2 separate regions of the Sus scrofa genome follow, and region 2 is linked to region 1. The links are chromatin contacts, called in public Hi-C maps. All regions are on one chromosome and are shown on one strand. Each heading gives the region's core, a stretch centred on a gene start, on an enhancer-like site or on the middle of the called end of the contact. The rest is flanking DNA. Distances are from core to core; before and after follow the strand shown.

What was found. Hi-C and Micro-C count contacts between places; a contact is called where the count stands out from the background.
Region 2: a contact with region 1 is called in a Hi-C map of retroperitoneal adipose tissue, with 2.6 times the contacts expected there. The contact joins two enhancer-like sites. A contact is called at or near these places in 1 of 5 promoter capture datasets (liver), 14 of 47 Hi-C or Micro-C datasets (embryonic fibroblasts, epiblast stem cells, fetal skeletal muscle and 7 more) and 2 of 2 datasets of contacts at active chromatin or transcription factors (alveolar macrophages and skeletal muscle).

Annotation. Positions count from the first base shown.
Region 1 is chr1:147,484,047-147,486,953 of Sscrofa11.1, forward strand. No RefSeq gene overlaps it. Among named protein-coding and RNA genes, the nearest start is that of GALR1, 19 kb to the left of the region's middle. Within about 2 kb of position 1,360, at least 3 of the 83 cell types and tissues checked have an H3K27ac peak or open chromatin away from gene starts, as enhancers often do. A contact at or near this core is called in retroperitoneal adipose tissue, where this site is marked.
Region 2 is chr1:147,660,133-147,663,039 of Sscrofa11.1, forward strand. All of the region lies in intron 2 of MBP (myelin basic protein), which reads left to right. Among named protein-coding and RNA genes, the nearest start is that of MBP, 12 kb to the left of the region's middle. Within about 2 kb of position 1,484, at least 23 of the 83 cell types and tissues checked have an H3K27ac peak or open chromatin away from gene starts, as enhancers often do. A contact at or near this core is called in retroperitoneal adipose tissue, where this site is marked.

The DNA.
Region 1 (2,907 bases), core at 110-2,609:
TATGCCAAGTATCTAGACGCAGGTGTAAAAAGACAACAGACAACAATGGTGACAGCCCTCTTTAGTAATCCCCCCCCCGCCAAATTAATCTGTAATTTCAGTGCACGTTCAATCGAAACGTCTTTGGAGTTGTAGGTGAGTGATGGGGGAGCTTGACAAAAACGGTTCTAAACTTCAGCTGGAAGAGTAAATTGTAAGAAAGGCCATGCCTTTTTCTGAAATAAGCCTCATGAGTGATCTCAGTGAGGGCAATGATTCAAAGTGGGCTGTCCCTCTTTCAGGAGTCATTCCTACAGAAATAACTAAAGGTCAACGACTTCATAGGAAAGGATGCTCACTGCTGTACTTTGTAACAGTAAGAAAATTGGAGATTATCTAAATGCCTAACCAAATTATGCTGGAAAAAGTAATTATGATACATGCCTTCTATGGCCTTCCATCTGCCCACTGGAAAGGCGTACTGAAAAATACTAAGATGACATATCCAAGTCTGTGCTAACAGAGAATGCAGCAAGAAATATACTTAGTAAAAAAAAAATCTATTTACAAGACAGTATGTATAGCCTGGTCACGTTTTTAAAAAAATCTCATATATGAACATAAATATTTCTACATGTTTACAGCCACGTCTGTACGTGAATATGGAAGGACCCAGGCCATCCTCTGGGGAAAGCACAATGGGATCCTCCACATTTTACTAAATAACCGTATACTGTGTGATTTTATTAACTGAGTGGATATTTTGTAATGTTTTAATGATAAAAAAAGAAATGTTCAATTATTCTGTAAGTTTCAAATATTATTCTAGGTACCAATATAATCAATTGCTATTCATTGCCTGCTCTGACAAACAACTCACCAATCCCAGCTGATAAAACGCCCTGAATCTGTAGTTGCCACGACAAAGCCAGCAGAGGATAATTCTGATTTTTCTGAAATATGCCTCTATGACACACAAAAACAGACAGACCATCCGCCGGCTCTTTTTCGATAGTGGTTCTATAGCGCCCCCTTGAGTTCGTTCCAAAGAAATTTCTAGAGAAGTGCAAACAACGTACTGAACCGGGTGGTTACTGATGGCGGGGATGTTTCTAAAAACCAAAAGCCAGCGTCAATCCCCGAAAAACCTTTATCTGTCAAAAGTATTTATCTGAATAGTTAAAATAATATAAAAAATACTTAACTGAGAAGTTTACTTTGGAAAGAAGTAGTACTTATTTGACTATGTTGCTCTCAGCACAATCTTGGCACCAAGTAGCTGATGACTCCCTGCGGCTTAATAAGACTCCAAGCCGTGCTCCTCACCGAGATCATCGCTCTCCCTTGGCCTCCAGTGAACACGCACACCCCTGGCTCTGCCGCGTCCAGATCCCCTCCTCTCCAGTACAGCCAGAGAACCAGGTTCTGCATCTACAGCCGTCTGCACCACTGCCATTTATGGTGACGCCCCTGCCGTCCACGCCCAGCATCCCGTACACAGCTGGGACGTGGGGTGTCCCCTGAGTCCCCCCTCAGAGGGCCGAGGCCTCCATCAGTGCCTTTGTCGGTGAGGTTGGTGCCATCAGAGTGGGAAGGCTAAGTGGAAGCCTCTGAACATTTCTCCCAGTTTGGAAGAACAAATCAAAGATGACACAGGAAGTCATTGCTTTATATGGTCTGCTATGCGCAAGTGTCAGGCACCACACTTTACACATCAGCGCCCCCCGTGTATTAACCAGGGCCCTTTAGAGAAACAGAGTCAGGAGGATGTGGGCACATGTGTATGCTTATATTTGTGCGTGCATGTGTGTGTGTGTGTGTGTGTGTGTGTGTGTGTGTGTGTGTAGATGTAGAGGTAGAAGAATGGAGAGAGAGGAAAAGAGACATGTGTTTTATTTTAGGCACTGGCTCATATAATCTAGGAGCTGACAATTCTAAACTCTGCAGGGCAGGCTGGCAAGCTGGAGAATCAGGGAAAAGCAGACATTGCAGGCAAGTCTGAAGATAGCCGGAGGCAGAATCCCTTCTCCTGGAGCCTCGGCTTTTCCTCTTGAACTTTCAGCTCATTGGACGAGGCCCACCCTCACTGTGGAATGCAATCTGCTTTACTCAAAACTCCAATGATGTAACTGTTAATCTCAACTTAAAAAATACCATCACAATAACATATAGATTGGCCTCTGACCAATACCTGGGTACCATGACCTAGCCAACCTGACACATAAAATTAACCATCGAAACTAAAACCCAATTCAAATTTCAGTTACTGCGAACAATGAAATGTGAGTAACTGTATGAAGGGCAAATATCACTAATGCTCTTCAGTCCACAAATCACTGCATAAATAAGATGTGCCTTGTGGTCAGCGACCAATCACATTGCTTCTTTCAGTCCCTGTTGGTGATTGGTCACTGTGCATCTGTTGTGGAGGTCACGCACAAACAGCAAAGTGGGCAGAAAAAGCATTTGTCAAAATTAAACCCTCTTTAATGACTGAAAATACACTCAACAAACTAGGAATAAAAGAATTTCCTGGAGTTCCCGTCGTGGCGCAGTGGTTAATGAATCTGACTAGGATCCATGAGGTTGCGGGTTCGGTCCCTGCCCTTGCTCAGTGGGTTAAAGATCGAGCGTTGCCGTGAGCTGTGGTGTAGGTTGCAGACGCGGCTCGGATCCCGCGTTGCTGTGGCTCTGGCGTAGGCTGGTGGCTACAGCTCCGATTCAACCCCTAGCCTGGGAATCTCCATATGCCACGGGAGCGGCCCAAGAAATGGCAAAAAGACAAAATAAAATAAAATAAAATATTCTTTTAAAAAAAAAATTTCCTCAAACTGATAATGAACACTCAGGAAAAACCCACTGCTAACATCATGGGTAATACCGACAGACTGACAGCCTTCTCTGTAAGAATTGAAAAAGGTAAGAATG
Region 2 (2,907 bases), core at 234-2,733, 180 kb after region 1:
ACCGAGTAAGAATGGAAACAAATGTGGATCTGATTCTGCCGCTCAGCGCCCTGTATCTGCTCTGAGCCTCCTTCCTTCCTGCAAAGCCACAGCAACAGCTAAAGGAACCCTTTGTCTGGCTGAGGCCCCAGGGCCCATGGTGCTGAAGAGAACCAGGAGGCAGAGCCCCAGCCCTGGCCAGCAGGGCGCCTCAAGCCCACCTCCCACAGAGCCCAGGAGCCGCAGAGCACAGGCCCTGGGAGGCCACATCCTGCCCGTAGCTGCGGCCTTGGGACTGAGGGTTTCTGCTCTCTGGCCTGTTTCTTGGCCAGAAAGTACAAGTGTCAGAGTCTGACTGCATGTGTCTCCACTGGCCTTTTCTTCAAATCTCAGGAACTTTCGTAACCGTGCAGATGGCCGACGTGCTGGGGTGACCCTCATGCCTCAGGCTGTAGGATCTTGTTCTGCTCATGAGAAGCACAGCCCCAGCCCCCAGGAATCCCTCACACAAGGGTCGGGGGGCAGCTTCCAGAGGCTTTCTTCCTGCTTCATCGTCAGGTTTTCTGCATCCATGTCCTTCTGATTTCCAAGTATATGGCTGTGGCCAGAACTGGGTGATCCTGATGGGCCCTGGAGGTCTAGCTGTGGGGACACAGAACAGATCAAGTTCTGGCCTCCCCTGGGGCCAGGCCGGTGTTCTATTCTGCCGGCAGAAGGGCTGCTTCCCATGGCAGCAGCACGAGGCCCTCAGCCTTCACTTGCTGGAAAGCCTGTGGCTGCTTGGCTTTTCCTTCCAAAACAGATATTCCTGACTGTGCATCCCTTAACTATGCACCGTCATCCTGCACAAGGAGACATGGAACTCCAAGACAGCAAAGTCGTCCTGGGTGTTGTTTGCTTTGCACCTCTGTTGAGGTCTTAGCTTGATTTTCTTGCTGGGAAGTCTTTCACATACTTTGGACACATTGAGGTCTTTAAAAATGGGTGCCTGGGAGCCAGGAAAGAAGTGGAGAGGTTAAGGCCAACATCCAACCCTGCCTCCCGCCATTGCAGAAGGTGATAGACAGAAACTTCCAGACCCACATTCAAGAGCCTCGCTCTCGGCACCAGCCCTGAGCTTGGGAAACAGAGGTAAGCCCTTTCTGCAGTAAAGATGTGCCTGTGTGTCTTTGTGAGCTCTCCCAGGCTTCCCAGGCCAAGGAAGGAGGGGTTGCCTCAGACAAGTGAGGGCTGCCTGGCCATGGAAATTGTGGATGGATCTTCACAGAGGCCACTGGGCAGGTTGGCCTGGGCGGGTGCATCAGCCGGAGGGCGGGCTGCCAAGAGGAAAAGGCATCCTCACCACCCTGACAGAAGCTTCCAGCTCCGGCCTCACTACCAGGCCTCAGAGGCCCCCCCATCGGGAGTTCAAGCCCCTTCGAAAAACACACAGCCTTCCTTCAGTGTTCACTGAAGGAGCAGACCCAAGGGCTGTGACATGTGACACTGACTTCCTGTCTTCCTGTGCCCGGGGTGATCTCATGCCTGCATCCCAGGAGATTGCAGTTGGTCCTTGCCAGGAGGCCTCTGACACCAAGCCGAGGGCATCAAACCCATTTGTCTGAGAAGGCCGGGATCCTGGGTCTCCTCGTTTCAGATGAAACATGGCAAAGGAAAGCAGAAGCCAACCTGCCCCTGGCCGCCCACAGCCTTCAGCTGGACAATTTGCTCAGGGAGGAAACTCTCCAACTTGAAAACCTGTCCAGGCTGAAACGAGCACCAGAAACAGCCCTGACACACAGGCTGCCCCGCCAGCCACCACTATGCCCACCAGCCTTCTCCATTTCCGGTAGCTGAGAAGAAATGCATTGCGAGAACAGTCACCAGGTCACCTAAAATCTCCACCCAAGTCAAAGGTCTGCCTGCGAATCGCTCCCGTGATTGAGAAAATCCTGCTGCTGACATTGCACAGCTTTCTCTAAAGAAGGGAAAGGCCTCGGGCTTTAATTAAAATCATTCGAGTCAATGATTCAGAAGCAAACATAGTCTTCGACTTGCCAAGGGCAAAAACACAGAGCAGATTGCATATACCATTCAGACACAAGGCAGTTCTCTCCAGATTGTGAAATCCAAATGCCGGGACCTTGCCAGAAAAACTCTAGCATTAACTCCCAAGGCACATTAGAAGCTGTTTGACCAGAAACAGAGCAACTACTTCCTCTGAAAAACAAATAAGCAAACCTAGGAGCGTGGCCAAAAGACCCAAGAGAATCTCCTCGTCCAGCGATTTCTGGGAATGGCCAGAGGTTGGGGGTCGCACGCCGTGTTATCAGCACCAGCTCTGCAAGGGAGAAGCAGCATAGCTCCGACAGTTTCCAGCCAGGCGTACCACTTCTGCTGCAAGCTGGTGACATCTGGGACACCTGTTGTAGTCCGTAACATTAATTTTATTGGCATCTAGTTCAGTACCTGGGCCAGAGTTGCCACCAAGGTGGGGAGGAAAGCTCCCAACCTTTCTTTCCAAAGCCTGGCTCTTCAGCACAAGCTCTGCTACTGCCTCTGTCAGGAAGCCCATCAGGAGGCCAAATCACTTCCACAAGATTTCTAAGGATGGAAAGGATCTTTATAAGCCATGAAAGAAGCGTGAAGCAAGGGGAAAAGGGCAGAAAACGTCTATCCGTTTCCTAGTGAACTGCGTTTCATCATTCTTAAATACCAAGAAAACAATATAGAAGCCCATTTAGTTTTATAACCACTTTCACAAGAAAAAAACCATTTTCCTGATCCAGGTCTTACTCTGTTGAGGGTACCTTATCACCGGCAATTCAGTAAAAGGGAGACCGTTTTACAGTCTTTAACCAAATAGGTTAAAGGGATGAACCGCTTAGCTGCCTGGATCCAACTTTCCTGAGAATCCCACAAAATCAAAGATTTCTCAGGGGGCGGGGC